Regions from separate parts of the Mus musculus genome. Here all the other regions are linked to region 1. Evidence: chromatin contacts called from public Hi-C and HiChIP or PLAC-seq data. All regions are on one chromosome and are shown on one strand. Each heading gives the region's core, a stretch centred on a gene start, on an enhancer-like site or on the middle of the called end of the contact. The rest is flanking DNA. Distances are from core to core; before and after follow the strand shown. Region 1 holds the start of Asap3 (ArfGAP with SH3 domain, ankyrin repeat and PH domain 3). Region 2 overlaps Ephb2 (Eph receptor B2). Region 3 overlaps Luzp1 (leucine zipper protein 1). Region 4 holds the start of Hmgcl (3-hydroxy-3-methylglutaryl-Coenzyme A lyase).

What was found. Hi-C and Micro-C count contacts between places; a contact is called where the count stands out from the background. HiChIP or PLAC-seq counts read pairs in DNA pulled down with a chosen protein or histone mark.
Region 2: a contact with region 1 is called in an H3K4me3 HiChIP or PLAC-seq map of embryonic basal ganglia, with 2.8 times the contacts expected there. The contact joins the enhancer-like site here to the promoter of Asap3 in region 1. A contact is called at or near these places in 3 of 39 promoter capture datasets (cranial neural crest, frontonasal cranial neural crest and hippocampal neurons), 1 of 15 datasets of contacts at CTCF or cohesin (embryonic stem cells), 7 of 115 datasets of contacts at active chromatin or transcription factors (craniofacial prominence, embryonic basal ganglia, embryonic forebrain and 4 more) and 1 of 9 other capture datasets (embryonic stem cells).
Region 3: a contact with region 1 is called in a Hi-C map of liver, with 3 times the contacts expected there. The contact joins the enhancer-like site here to the promoter of Asap3 in region 1. A contact is called at or near these places in 9 of 39 promoter capture datasets (the 3T3-L1 cell line, the C10 cell line, cranial neural crest and 5 more), 1 of 15 datasets of contacts at CTCF or cohesin (embryonic stem cells), 4 of 484 Hi-C or Micro-C datasets (the G1E-ER4 cell line, the N1E-115 cell line, liver and 1 more) and 1 of 9 other capture datasets (adipose tissue).
Region 4: an H3K27ac HiChIP or PLAC-seq map of microglia shows a contact between it and region 1, with 4 times the contacts expected there. The contact joins the promoter of Hmgcl here to the promoter of Asap3 in region 1. A contact is called at or near these places in 4 of 39 promoter capture datasets (hippocampal neurons, neural stem cells, pre-B cells and 1 more), 1 of 15 datasets of contacts at CTCF or cohesin (large pre-B cells), 1 of 484 Hi-C or Micro-C datasets (double positive thymocytes), 7 of 115 datasets of contacts at active chromatin or transcription factors (bone marrow-derived macrophages, craniofacial prominence, fetal liver and 4 more) and 3 of 9 other capture datasets (adipose tissue, liver and pancreatic islet).

The regions. Positions count from the first base shown.
Region 1 is chr4:136,204,243-136,207,955 of GRCm38.p6, reverse strand. Asap3 (ArfGAP with SH3 domain, ankyrin repeat and PH domain 3) reads right to left here and starts at 1,591. Exons shown (of 25, transcript NM_001008232.2): 1 at 1,309-1,591. The coding sequence starts at 1,437.
Region 2 is chr4:136,648,026-136,651,738 of GRCm38.p6, reverse strand. It overlaps Ephb2 (Eph receptor B2), which reads left to right. Exons shown (of 16, transcript NM_010142.4): 16 at 1-3,713. Among named protein-coding and RNA genes, the nearest start is that of Lactbl1, 27 kb to the right of the region's middle. Within about 2 kb of position 2,133, at least 55 of the 459 cell types and tissues checked have an H3K27ac peak or open chromatin away from gene starts, as enhancers often do. A contact at or near this core is called in hippocampal neurons, where this site is marked.
Region 3 is chr4:136,511,091-136,514,803 of GRCm38.p6, reverse strand. All of the region lies in intron 1 of Luzp1 (leucine zipper protein 1), which reads right to left. Among named protein-coding and RNA genes, the nearest start is that of Luzp1, 43 kb to the right of the region's middle. Within about 2 kb of position 1,718, at least 36 of the 459 cell types and tissues checked have an H3K27ac peak or open chromatin away from gene starts, as enhancers often do. A contact at or near this core is called in liver, where this site is marked.
Region 4 is chr4:135,944,675-135,948,387 of GRCm38.p6, reverse strand. Hmgcl (3-hydroxy-3-methylglutaryl-Coenzyme A lyase) reads right to left here and starts at 1,940. Exons shown (of 9, transcript NM_008254.3): 1 at 1,848-1,940. The coding sequence starts at 1,907.

The sequences.
Region 1 (3,713 bases), core at 342-2,841:
AGAGAAAGGAAAAGAGAAAAAGAAAAAGAAAAAGAAGAGAAGGAGAAAGGAAAAAAGAAAAAGAAAGAGAAAGAGAAAGGAAAAGAGAAAAAGAAGAAGAAAAAGAAAAAGAAGAAAAAGAAAAAAGGAAAAAAGTTGGATTTTGTCTGGCCTGACCTGAGGCAAATCTGAGCTTACACAGTCAGGTAAGGTCAGTCAAATGCATGGACACTTAGCCAGAGCAGATCTCTCCCCTCTGATCCAACACTGTAATGGACAACCTGGAGGAGAGGATGATGGATAAAATCCCTAAAGATGCTGAAGGGTCCTGAGGCGTGGTGGCTCTGAACCTATGCATCATTTGAAATCCGACAGTCTTTGTATAATTGTCTGCCTTCCTTACCAAAGAGGAAAAAGTCCAGACAGAGAGCCAGCCAGTCAGGGGAGAAGAGGAAGGGAGATTTCCTAAGACCTCAGCTCAGGGTATTTCTGGGTAGCTTTGTATCTGCCACACAGTAGGTACAACTTATAGAGAAGGCCAGACTGACCACTGAAGTCCAAAATGCCACCTCAACCCAGGGCATTCTCTAGAAGAGAGCTGGGTTCATATTATCCCCGTCTGGCCCCAGACTACAGGCTCTCTGCTCCAGTGTATTCCTAGGGGATGAAAACCTGCAGCGAATCCAGAGAAGAGGAATGAACTCCAGTGAGCTTGGGAATGGGGTGGGGCAGCCTACAAGGGCGAAAGAAAGAGCCTGGGACACTTTGCCTGAAAACACAAAGAGGAGAGGGGAGGGGAGAGGAGCCTATAAACTTGGCCCGCAGCAGCCAAGGTGAACCCCGGCTCCTGGCGCCTTCCCATTCACAATCATTCCACAAGGCAAGCCAAGTCTCAGAACCAGCAGCCAGGAGGAGGGGGCCTCCTCTCTCTCTCTTGCAGCCTGGGAGAGGTAAGTTCAGGACTGAGCCTGCTTCTCAGAAAGGGAGTGACCTGAGGGGCTGCATATTTGTGGGGTTCTAAAACGAAAACACAGAACTGTAAGCCGCTGAGCAAATACACATATAATGGGCAAGTCGCCCAAAGTATATGGGAGATGTGCCCCAACATGTGGAGTCTGTATCGAGGTGACCCCGAGATCCCATCTGGTCCTCTCTTCCCAGGCTCCACCTTGGGGACACAGATGTTTGAGATGAGCTCGGTTCCCACAGATCTAAGAGGGGCGGGTTTCTGGAGCGCAGCGAAGAGCCATCCTAGCTCCAAGCATTCCTGCAAAGGTCAAAGCCAGGCCCCAAGTTGACCTGAGGTCCCCTCCCGCCTCGGCCCCTCACCTCCTCCCGTGCCAGCGCCGCCCCGCGGCACCGGGGCATCTTGGCGGCGAAGGCAGCTGCTCCGGCTGGGGAACTGAGGTCCTCTGCGGTGACGGCCAGGAACTCCGCGACACTGAGCTGCTCGGGCATGGTGGGAACGAGGCGAAAACACCGGAGCTGCCTGGAACGCGGGGGACGCTGCACTTAACAGTGCTGGTATAGCTGCTCTGCGCAGGGCCTGTCTCACCACCCGCAGCGTCCTAGTCGAGGCCTCTTCACTCCCTGCTCCGCCCCGCCCCTAACTAACTCCGCCACGCCCCCGCCCGCCAGCCTTTCTCTCTCCGGCCACGCCCCCAGACCACTTGTCTACCTCCCTGGCCACGCCCCGACTCGCTGGTAACTCCCTGACCACGCCCCCATCCCCCTCACTCTCCGGCCACATCCAAGCCGCGCCCCTAACTCCCTGGTCACGCCCCAACCTCGCGTTGGCCCCACTCTGCCCTGCCTCCAAGACCTACAGATGGGGAGAGTTCTCCTGGGGCTCCGCTCTTGACTCCCAGCCCCCGTCCCCGATCCTCTTCCCTCCCTAGCCCCGCCTCCAAAGCCTACCACACACACACACACAGACACAGAGCCTGGCTCCTGGTTCTGGCTGGCTCCTGGTTCACTTGTTCTCTTCTCCTTAACTCTAGGTTCTTCAGAGCAGTCGTCTTCCTCTACCTCACCGGTGCTGAGATTAAAGGCAAGGCCTGTGCCACCGAGGCCATATAAGATCTTCGCCATCAGCCAGCTACGTGCCATTGAATCAATTGCCCCTCTGGTTTTTAAAAGGAATCATGTCATAACTCCGAATAAGTTTAAGTAAGAATGGGAGAGGTTCACTATTATCTCAGGTACACAGAATAGCTCGGGATTTTGTTGTTGTTGTTGTTGTTGTTGTTTTGCAGGTATTTTTGTTGTGGTTTGGTTTTGCCTGGTTTCTTAATTCCAGCCGTGAGCCAGGGGCCCTTCCCATTGCCTTGGACTCTTTCTGCTTCTTCTTGAAAGCCTTATTTTCTTCGTCCATCTCACAGGGCTCTTTCAGAGGCTTCCTCTTGACACCTTCATCGCCCAACCTGGCCCCTGGCGTCTGGTCCCCTTTCCCCAGACCAGATGCTAAGTGACCCTAACAGTTCCTTCAGACTCCAATGCTGAGTCTTCCAAATTTGCTTCTCCCTGTCTGCCTCCCTCGGTTTTTGTTTATTTGATTTGGGGTTTTGTTTTTCAAGGTTTAGCTCAAACATTTCAAACTTTACTACAAGGCTTATCCTGACCACCCTGTTTAAAACTAGTCACCTGCTGCTCCCCCCATCCCTCACTCCACATACCCCATTCATAATCATCTTTATTCTGCTGGGGTTTTATGAATGAATATTGGGCGCTCTTGGAGGCCAGAAAAGAGCATCAGATCCCCTGGAACTAGAGTTACAGATGATGGTGAGCCACCATGTAGGTGTTGGGAATTGAACCAGGGTCATCTGCAAGAACAAACATTCTTTAGCCACTAAGCCATCTATCTGTCCAGCCCCTTTTTAAAATTTTCAGTTTTAGAAATTTGCTGTGTGCATGAATGTGTGTGGGTGTGTGGGTGTGGGTGTGTGTTTGTGTGTGTACTCATGTGTGCACAACATGCAGGACACTGAACTCATGAGGGCAGAGGACAACTTTCAGGAGTTGGCTCTCTCCTTCCCACGTGGGTTCCAAGGATTGGACTCAAGTCATCAGGCTTGAGAGCGGACTCCCTTTCTTGTGTATCTGTTTATTTATCTTGAGACAGGGTTTTATCTAGACTCAAACTTAATGTGTAGCCATGGGTAACCTCACACTCCTGATCTACCTGCTTCCACCTCCTGGATGCTACTGCAGATATGGACCAGTACATCTGGGTTCTGCGATGCTCTCTCCGTGCTAGCCCTGAACTCTGTGCACTACACCTCTGAGAGCTGTCTGGGACTCTGCTTCCTAACTTCCTTCTTTCCTTCCTTCCTCTGTTTTCTTTCTTTCTTTTTGACAAAGGGTCTTACTATGTAGCCCTGGATGGCCTGAAACTCACTATATATACCAGGCTGATCTCCACCTCAGCAGAGCTCTGCCTGCCTCTGCTAGGATAAAGACGCGTGCCACCATATCTAGTTCATGCTGCTTTGTTTGCCTTCTATTTACCCTTCACTCTCTCCTACTACTGTGCAAATTCTGTAAGAAAAGAAGGGTTTTGTTCTGGTGAGGGCTTTGTGGGAGATCGGGTTAGGGTCCAGAGGCACAGACTGTCTGGTTGGATCCTGTCTTTGCTCTCTGTCTTAGGTAAGTAGCTCCATTTCCGTGGGTGCCAGTCTCCCCTTCTCTCACTGGTGGGACGAGGATGGCTTCCCTCCTGAGGTCGTCCAATC
Region 2 (3,713 bases), core at 884-3,383, 440 kb before region 1:
AGCAGAGAACACTTATACAATCTACTTACCAGCTGGGCCTCAAGTCCACCCTTTCCAGTATCCAGAGCGCCCACCTTCTCTATGGCTGAGAGGTCTATGCTGCCCCCTTGTGGGCACTCACTAACATTGCACCCCCTCATAGATCCCACCCCTTGCTGAAGGACTCCCACCGGAGACCACCACCCACCCCAATGCCACCCTTGCTTCTCCAGGTGCCTGTCATTTCCAGGGACAGTTCCCAGAGGAAGACCTTTGGCAGGGAGAGGTGCAAATGCACTCAAAAGACAAGATGTAACCTACTTCTGTCACTAACTAGGGCCACGGGCCCCAGGAGAGACTGTTCCTCACTGGGCCATAGCTTCTCATCTATAAAACAGGAGCATTAGGCTGGGTGCTGCAGGCCTGGAAAACCCTTTGTCCACCTCGGTCCCGCAAAGTAAAACACTGGTTCAGGGCCACGGCTCCAGAAAGGGCCACAAGCCTTGGCTTCCCCGCACCAGGGTCCACCCGAACATGGTCACTTAGGCGCAGAAAACAAAGGAATCCAGCTCTGGCGTATGAGGCAAGAGAAAACCAGATGGGATGGGCTATCAGGGTGGGCTTTCAGGGGGAGGCTACAGGCTGAGAGAAAGGTCACTCCAAAACGTAGCAGCTTCAACAGTGCAGCGCAAAAACATCTGGAGGTGTTGTGGGGCATGAGTTGGTGTGAGTGTAGGGCATGGAATTAAGGTCCAGCCACAGAGGCTACCAAGCAGAGATTAGTAGGACTACCATTAGATTATAGAGCAGTGGTTCTCAACCTTCCCAATGCTGCAACCCTTTAACACAATTCCTCACGGTGTGGTGACCCCCAACCATTTGTTGTGGTTTGATTTGGCTTTTTGAGACAGGGTTTCTCTGTGTAGCCCTGGCTGTTCTGGAACTCACTCTGTAGACCAGGCTGGCCTTGAACTCACAGAGATCCACCTCCCTCTGCCTTCTAGGTGCTGGGGTTAAAGGGGTGCGCCACTACCACCTAGCTCATAAAAATGTTTTCATTGCTACTTTATAACTGTAACTTGGCTATTGTTATGAATCATGATGTAAATATCTGTGTTTTCCAGTGGACTTAGACAACCCCTGAGAATGGAGTCATTCAACTCCCAAAGTGGTCACGACCCACAGGTTGAGAACCAGTGTTCTAGAAAAAAAAAAGAGTCAGTTTCAGCCATCAAATCAAAAGAGGAGCTTCCAGCAAGCCCCTGGAAGAGCCCTCGGGACTCCAAGAGAGCCCAGACTCTGCCATTTACTTTCCAACACGGACAAACCCGACTCCACTTCCGCAGCCTGGGAGAGAGGAGCTTGGCTTTGTGTTCCCTGATTCATCTCTTTTTATTTTGAAAGAGTCTCATATATCCCAGTCTGACCCCAAACTCACTGTGCAGTCAGGGATGACCACTATTGAACGTCCGATCCTCCTCGCTCTACCTCCCAAGGGCTGGGATTACAGGCGCACACCACCACGTCTGGTTTTGCAGTGCTAGGGTCGGGAAGCCGGGGTCTTTGTGCTTGGGAAGCAAGCGCTCTACCAACTGAGCTACACCCTCAGCCCATCTGCTTCTGGTTGTAGCTATGATGTCCACACATGGGCATACACCACCAGCCAGCCAGCCTTGCCTCAGATTCCCAGCCAGTGACTGTTACCACAAAACTGGCTGGAGAGCGAGCTTGGCCCCAGTCAGCTTTTCCCACAGAGAAACCAGTGTTGGGGTGTTGGCCTCAAGAAAGGACTTGGGCCAAAGTGGGTTCAGAGAGTCCCCGACCCCCACCCAGCAAGCTGGCCTCAGGCGATTGAAGCCTCAAGGACTAATATCTGAACAGATTACCCTATGCCAAGTGCCAAAATCTCCCTGCCCCCTCTTCGCTAGTGAGGAACATGGCTCTCAAGGGGGGTGGGGGGAACCCAGCCAATCCTAACACCTACAGCCTGCTGACTGAACGTGTGTTTGCAAGTGCTTGTAATCACCCATAGGATAAGCACCTTACCCACTACTGCATGTCGAATTGAGGATTCCAGGGCTCCACCATGCCTCCCTGAGTCAGAATTCCCCATCTGAACAGTGGGAGATTCCTGCCCGCCCCGGAGGGCCCCCTGCTCCGCCTCCTCCCGCCTCCCACCCACAACCCTGTAACAATCTGCACCGAGTGTACTGAGCAGCGCTTAGGGTGGAGCCTCATATCAGATAAGATGCCCAAAGCCCAGACACAAACTAAGACCCTGACAGTGGAGAAGGCAGGACGAACCCTCAGGAATGTGCCCAGACTGGGTTAGGGTTTCAGAAAAATCAAAAAGACCCCCGAAGCCCCAGAGTCCAGCTGAGTTAAGTTCACAGCAGGACGACTGCTTCGGGAAAGCTGATCCGGGAAGAATCAGGAACCTAATACTTCACAGGGGCCCTGCGTCCCAGCCGGGACCACCCTGTGGAGACCCCAACGCCCCAACACCACAGCGCAGACATGCTCGCTCAATACCTGGCCTGGTGGGCCAAACTAGGGCTGGGTGGACCTTCTAGGTAAACCTGACCCTCAAGTCTCCTGAGCCTACCCACTACCCAAACTGAGGTGACAGCAGATGAGCAAAGGCACCTGGGGCTCCCTGTTCCTCGAGGGCCTGGCTCCCCCTGCTGGAAAAAGGGGGTATGGCATAGGGAAGGGAAGGCAAGCAACAAGGAAAGGCCAGAAACCATCTAAGAGCTAGCACATATACTCTGGGCCCTGCTGAGCCAAGAATTGTAGCATTCCAAGGGCTAAAAGACCCCAAGATTTTATGACTCACCAAACGCAATCTCCTAAGAGGCCAGTGGAAAGAATTTGTGTTTGTGAGAGTCCATCACTAGGCAAATCTGTGCTAATTCTTGACATCATAAGCCCCATGGTTCGACGCTACCCAAACTCAGGGGCCCTAGCAGGGAGAAAAAAAGAAAGAAAGAAAAGGGGGAAAAAAGCACAAAGAGAGAGGGGGAGAGAAAGAGAAGAGGGGGAGACAGTAATGCAAGCTGGGGAATCTGGTTACAGATGGATGATGGGGAATATAAAACCTCCCTTGGAGTGACCCTCACCAGGTCTGATTGGAGAAGGCTGGCCCATCTGCTTCTTCAAAACCCTCTTGCAGGCTGCAGTACCCACTTGCTTGGGGGGCTCTGACAGCCCACTGTGGGGCTCCGCCTGGACAGAGAGAACTGGAGCAAGATCACCCCATACCAGCGAGGAAGCAGTGGGGTGGAGAGGCACCACACTGCCTTTCCTATGATGGTCTCCATACAAGGTTTCTTTCCTGGGACACATGGATGCATTATCTCATGGCTGCCAACACGTCCTCCCTCCAAGGAGCACTCTCATCCCTTCCACTGCCTCCCAAAATGAGACCTGCCCCAAGGAGAGCTGTGAAGGGCCCAGAGCTCTGTGGTGGTCTCTCTCTGTCCTCCTTTCTATGGACAGAAACTCTGACGCCTCCACCACTGACCCCAGGTGGACTTCACAGGAACCCACACTCACGAGCAGTCTCTTCAGCCTCCAGGGAAGAACGACGGCTGCTTGGTTTTAATCCCAGCTGCTATTTCTTCAGTGCCAACCATGGACAGGGCTCCTCGTGTCTTCTAGACACAGCCCTGCAACTCCACAAGAGCCGTGCAATAATGACAACCACACTGTGGGCTGGGACACTCAGAGACAGC
Region 3 (3,713 bases), core at 469-2,968, 310 kb before region 1:
GTCGATTACTACAGATATATAATATAATCATAAGAAAACAAATATAAAAATAAAATCAAAACTTTAGACATTGTTATTTTGTAAAAGTCATATAAGCAATTCTAATATATATTATGTTAAAAAACTCAAACTCATGATTCCCTGGTCTTCTATTATAATATCAACTGTGAGGGAGAAAAAATAGATGAAAAGATGGGGGGGGGGTGCAGAATGAGGAGGGAAGGACTTAACTGAAAAAGGAAATGGTCAGAGCAAAGAGAAAAACAAAGGTCAGTTCTGATGTGCCTAGGGACACACACAGCTAACAGCAGCAGTTTTTGCATCTTAGTTCAGCTCTGTAATTAAACATTGGCTGTGACCCTTAGGCAAACTGCTCCATTTCCCTTAGGATTTCTTACAGCTTTAGTAACAAAGAATCCAGTAAGAACCAGGTCTCTTGACAGATCCTAGATTTATTCAGTATTGTAAGTGCCTATTTGTTTATTTCCTGTTCCAAACCCTACTCTTACTCTCTGAATAATATACCTTTCAGCTATTCAGAAAATTGAGGCAAGAATTCAAAACTTGCGTGGCTAACATACCAAGACTCTGTTTCAGAAAACAAAACAAAAGAAATAATATACCTCCTACTGCCCATGCTTACACAGTACTTCATGGCTCAGATGACCTACACTCATACACACTCTCAGTCCTCAAAACAATCCTCTCAGATTACAAGATTGCCAAAACTATTTTATATATTAAGAAGAAAAGCTGAGGCTCAACTTTTAAATAATTTCCTATCGGGAGTGGTTAAGAGCACTGACTGCTCTTCCAGAGGTCCTGAGTTCAAATCCCAGCACCTACATGGTAGCTTACAACCATCTGTAATGGGATCCTAACCTCTTCTGGTGTGTCTGAAGACAGCTACCTATACTCATATAAAATAAATATACATAAATCTTTTTAAAAGGAAAAGAAAAAAAATTGTTAGCCGGAGGTAAACAACTGAAGAAGGGTTTTCACTGCAGTTTCCTCAGGCCTAGGAGAGAGAAATTTATCACTGCTGCCACCCCTCTGGCCTCCCCAAATAGAGTAACCCTCTAGCTGTGACTGCAAGCTTTTCTTATCCCCCACCCCCACCCTCCACCCCCGACTATCAGCTTCACCAGCTATTTTTTGTTTTAACTTTTTATTGATTCTTTGTGAGTTTCACATCATGCACCCCAGTTCTGCTCACCTCCCCAACCCCTCATATCCACTGGCACTCTTGCAAACCTCCCCCCACAAAACACACAGAGGAAAATATCATGGAAGCTGTAGTATGTTAGAGTGTGTCCCACAATGTATCCCTCTGTCTACACATCTTTACTTGCAAACGAGTCATTGGTCTGGTTCAAGTTCTCTGGCTTCCGTGACACCATCAATACTGGATGTTCACCAGGACTCCTCCTGATTATATTGTTGTTGCCCTGTGTCATGGAGATCTTGCAGCTTTGGGTCAGCAGGGCTGGCCCTTTCACACATCCCAATCATTCTCAGATGATACAGATCTGGGCCTGGGTGGTAGCTGAACTAGTCAGTGTACCAGCTCTCCCCTATCCAAGCCACCAGGGCAAATTCTCCAGCACTGCTCCAGCTAGGCCACCCAATGCTGCCACTGGCAGGAGACAGGGTCAGCTCTCCTGCTCTCATGCCCTTGGGGCTGCTTACCCACACCCACAACTCCTGAGCCAGCTCCACTGTGCAGCCCAATCATGGCACCTGGCCTACTCTCCCAAGTGCTGCAGCTGGCCAGGGACAGGGACAGCTCACCTTCTCTCATGATGGGGGATGGGAGAAAGCAGTTCTTCCTCACTCTTGCCCTAAGGGCTGGCTCACCTGCACCCTCTTGACAAGAGCCAGCCCTACTATGGTGCATGCACAGATGAGGAGCAAGTTATTTTATTATAGTTTTGTTTAGTTGTTTTTGTCACTTTTGTGACAGACACTGAGAGCAGGACTGTGCACATGCTAGGCAAGTGCTCTACCACTAAGCCACAATCCCAGCCTTCATTTTTACTCTTTTAAGAAAAAATAAGGCCAGTCCAGGAAGGAAAAATCTCCAAGACTTCAAACAGTCATACTCATAAGCTTCTATTATGTATAAAGCTGGAGAAATTAGGGCAAGACATGTCCCAGCAGGAAGATATCCTCCCACCAGCCCTCATTCAGTCAACTGTTTATAGGACATTGTTTTACTTAAGTCTACTGCTTTCTCCTCACCATTCTAGCTTCTTCAAAGAGTTGAAATGACATCTTCTTGAGTCTACATTCTCCTGTACAATGATCAAAGTACCTAAATCAAAACTAAGCCACAAACTACATTTTTCTGACTTAGTAATTTAAACAGTCTTTTCCAAATTTTAAAATTAAAATTGTTTAAATACTTAGCCAGATATTCTTCAATGAATAATATAAGAAACACTAAAGAAAAAAAATAACCAAGAACACTAACACCTACATTGGGCACATATATTTATGGAAGTGCGATACATGAATGATAGCTGGGAACTTAAAATCCATTAAAAACCACTTGTGGGAAATAAAATATCTAGGGTGAGAACCAAGAGACTGGGCAACTGAGTCAAGCAAACTGGGTTTTAAAACAGTTTTACCAAAATATGCCTAGCATGCACAGGTTTTACGCACCATACACAGCACCTATGGCAGCCAGTGTAGCCCAAGTGAATACAATGGAGCTGAGCACAGCATGCGTGTTCTCTGCTCAGGCCAGCATCTAAACCAGCAGCAGCTCACCCTTGTCATCCATGACACCCCCTAACAATGCCCCGCAGCCCAGCCATAGCACTGCAGGAGTTAAGCCAAGCAGTCCTCAAACTCAGGAGGAAACGAGCATGCCACCTGACACTTCTCTGGCACATAAGCCGATTAGTTTGAGTTACAAACATAACTGCAAGATTCCAGTATGATGATGAAACCACTCTTTTTCTACAAACTAAAAATAACTTCTTTATCAAAATGGAAGCTTCTCCAAATATTTCTGCCCTGTCAGCAACCCAAAATTCTATTTCCCCAAATAGTTGATCTATACATATATTGTTACTGAACCTTAGAATCCACATTCCCCTATGCTCACATTACTCATCCTAATGCTCCCTTCAAACAGAACAAAAGCCCTAATGCCTTCCCACCTCTTGCATTTTAAGTTTCTCTTCCAATAACCAACCATGTACCAAGTTGTGGCTCACGCTTTGTGTTGAGCCACAAGTGGAAGAGCTGAGCTGTAGCAAACCAGAATGAAATGCAAAGAAAAAATGAGAGACAAGACAGGGCATGATTGAAAATCAGCTAAATGTTTTTTATTAAGAAAGGAATGGAAAGCTCTCCACCCACCTAGAAGAATATGAAGCCCTGTCCAGCATAGAGCCAGAGTATCCTATATAACTTTAGAGCATAGCCATTACATTTGTTCTAGAGTCAGATGTATCCAAGTAGCTGAGTGTTCTACAAGAATTATGAAGCTATCCTGAGTTGAAGTGACTTCTGTGTTGAAAATAAACTCCCATAGTTAAAGCCAAACAAGTTTGAATTGCAGATTTTTCCAGTCACAAGGAGAGGGGCTCTGCAAAGAACTAGAAAGCTATGTCCTTTGTATCTTAGGCTCAGTAGTAAGTCACCACTCCTTCCCAAAGCAAAAGCTGACTTGACTTCCTTGCTCTTTGCAACTGGCA
Region 4 (3,713 bases), core at 691-3,190, 260 kb after region 1:
ACACAGTGAACTTAGTTCCACTTCCTCCAGCACACAGCTCTAAACACAACAACCCAGCCAGGTGTGGTGGCTCGCGGCCCGAGGCCTGAGGCCCAGCGCTTGGGAGATGGAAGCAGGGGGAATCAGAAGCTCATGGCTGCTTTCAAGTTGCTACACAGCAAACTTGAGGTCAGCCTGAGATATGTGAGAAATTTTTAAAAAGCCCAGGGTCGAAGAGATGGCTCCACAGAAGATCTGAGTAGGGTTCTCAGACCCAAGTCAGATAGCTCACCTGGTGGTGCATGCCTTTAATCCCTTTAATAATCCCAGGACTTGGGAGGCAGAGGCAAGTAGATCTCTGTGAGTTCAAAGCCAGCCTGGTCTACTAATTGAGTCCAGACAGCCAAGGATGAGTAAGCCTGCCTTTAAAAACCAAACCAAACCAAAAACGGAACAACCAAACCAAACCAAATGAAATAAAAGTGCCATCTTGTGCCATAAGACTCATGAGGGATCATTTCCTCACACTAGTTTGTAAAAATTATCCCTAGCTGGGCATGGTGGTCCATGCCTGTAAGCCCAGAGTCATAGCAGGCTCTGAGTTTGAAGCTAGCCTGGTCTATGTAGTGAATACCAAAGTTATATAGAAAGAAACTTTGTCTTAGATAGATAGATAGATAGATAGATAGATATTATGACCCACCATGTTACTTAATTCTCATTCTCTCCCCCTCTCCCCCTCGGGTTTATTTCCTTAACTTTTCACGTTGATATTTGCCTTTTCATTTGATCCCTGAGCAATCATTGGAAGTGGGTAGACTAAAGATGCAGAAGTGGCTTTCTTTTTCTTTCCCATTTTTTTTGTTTTTGTTTTTTTTTTTTTTTGTTTTTTTTTTGTTTTTGTTTCTTTCGACACAGGGTTTCTCTGTGTAGTCCTGGCTGTCCTGGAACTCGCTTTGTAGACCAGGCTCCCCTCGAACTCAGAAATCCGCCTGCCTCTGCCTCCCGAGTGCTGGGATTAAAGGCGTGAGCCACCATGCCCGGCCAGAAGTGGCTTTCTGGGCTTTCTGAGAGGCACCCACGAGCTGCAAGGAAAGTAGTTTTTCCAAGTGCTAATACAATGCCTAAACTCCCCAACATAAAATCGTAACAGCGCCATCACAGAGCTGAGGGTGTAGCAGTGACGCTGGCGCTGATCGCTCCTAAGTCCAACTCTCACAAAGCACCACCACCGACTGACTGGTCACTCACTAAATCATCCTGAGACTCTGCATTTTACGTATAAGCAAGCTGAGTACACACCTCTGTCACTCAGCCTAGAAAGTGGCAGATCACCCGGACACCAGTTTGCGGTTTAGCCAGCACAGCTCTTTTTGCCCCCCCCCCCTTCCTTCAAATAACTGCGCGTGGTCAGAATGCCAGGACCAAACATGCCCAAAGGACAGTTCTGAGGGAATCCCTGTCCGGCCCACGCGATCCAAGTTCTCCCCAGGCGTCCATAAAAGCAACAAGGGCCGAGTAAGGCGGCAGACAGGGATGCTTGTGTTTCCCACACTGAACACTGTTTTCCACTAATGAAGGGCCGGAGAGATCCGAAGCTCAAATAGGGGAAGGAGTCAGGGTCACCGTAAGGGAGGTAGGACGCCCAGGATGGTGTCCCCGGTCTCCACAGTCACAGCGGGTCGATTCTCTTCCCGCCGCCTCAGTTTCCCCGTTTCTTGCAATGGATCTGAGCCAGACCGGCTGGGTCCGGAACTCTCAAATCCTCCCGGCAACAGTCCCTCGAGCGGTCCCGCTCCTCCGCCTGTCACAGCAGCTGAGGAGGCCCGCCCGATCCCATGACTGTCACCCGCCTGGGGAGCACTTACAGCCCGGAGGGACGTCAAGCCCACCAGCCTCCGCGGGAAAGCCTTCCTCACTGACGCCATCTTCACTCCGGAGGCCAACCCACTGGGCACCACGTGACCGCCGATCCCTCTGTGGGCGTGGTTAGGGCCGGAGGCGGTGCATCGCTCCTCTTGTGAGGCTCCCAGTTTGGTTCCTCCCCTCAGCCTGTCTGTTTTCTTTTCCTACTCCCCTCTAAGTAGCTCTACCCTCCAATCATGCCCACTCCATGATTTTCTGAACACGTGTCCCATGAAGAGCCATGACATTTGACAGCCCATGTGTAGATCCCGAGATTTTTTTCACCTCCACCTGCTTCCCCCACGTCTTAAATCACGCCCGGTTCCAATCCAGGGCCATTTATCTGCCTTCTGAAAGGCGTTGTGTTCCCAGGGCGTGTTGGGGTTGAAGATGACTGGGAAGCTGGTGGGCCAAGCCGATGGCTCCTTTAGTCTTAAAGGAACAGGGAAGGCAAGAAGGCCTAGGTTAGCGAAGGACTGCTATAACTGTGGGCTTCTAGGGGCTACTACTGGTGCTCGGGTGACTTGTGAAACCCTGAAGCTAGCCATTAGGAAATCATTGTGTCCCTGTGTATACACTGTCTTACTTCCTTCTTGTCTTCCCGTCCTCAGCCTCAGTGGGGAAGTCTTCAAATGACTAAACATGCGTGTGCATCATGCAGAATGGCGCAGATCCCGCCCCAAAGGTTAAGGTCACAAAGTAGAATATAAAGGTTCACTGTGGAGCTGGTGAGATGGCTCAGCGGGTAAGAGCACTGACTGCTTTCCCGAAGGTCCCGAGTTCAAATGGTGGCTCACAACCACCTGTAGTGAGATCTGGCCCTCTTCTGGTATGTCTGAAGACAGCGACCATGTACTTATTAAATAAATCTTTGGGCCTGAGTGAGTGGTGGCCGACTAGAGCGAGCAGATGTCCTAAAATTAAATTTCCAACAACCACATGAAGGCTCACAACCATATGTACAGCTATAGTGTACTCATATACTCCATGTAGACCAGGCTGACCTAAACTCAGAGATCTGCCTGCCTCTACTTCTGCCTACTAAGTGCTGGAGTTAAAGATATGTGCCACGATGGCCACCAAAGTTTTAAATTATTACTAGTGTATTTACTTCATGTGCATGGCTGTTTTGCCTACATGTAAGTCTATGTAGAACACCTGTGAGGCCATAAGAGTGAAGCAAGAAAAACATCTTTGCTAAATCCTGACCTGACCTTGGGCTGACATTGAGGTCAGCTTGACCCTCAGGCACTTACAGGAATTTTTGCTAACCTGCTCTGGCCTGCTTTTGTAACCACAAGGCTTTCTGCTCCCATCAAGCAAAAACAAACCTGTCTCCACCTCTACTTTGTTTTTTTTTTAATATTTACTTATTTTATGTATATGAGTACAGTGTAGCTGTACAGATGGTTGTGAGCCTTCATGTGGTTGTTGGGAATTGAATTTAGGACCTCTGCTTTCTCCGGCCCACCCCACTCACTCCTGCCCAGAAGAGGCCGTCAGATCTCATTACGGGTGGTTGTGAGTCACTGTGTGGTTGCTGGGATTTGAACTCCGGACCTTCAGACTCTTACTTGCTGAGCCATCTCACCAGCCCTGTTTTTTGGTTTTTGTTTTGTTTTTGTTTTTCCGAGACAGGGTTTCTCTATGTATCTCTAGCTGTCTTGGAATTCACTCTGTAGATCAGGCTGGTTTCAAACTCAGAGATCCACCTGCCTCTGCCTCCCAAATGCTAGGGTTAAAAGTATGCGCCACCACCACCTGGCTCCCTTTTTTTTTTTTTTTTTTTCCCCAGACAGGGTTTCTCTGTATAGCCCTGGCTGTCCTGG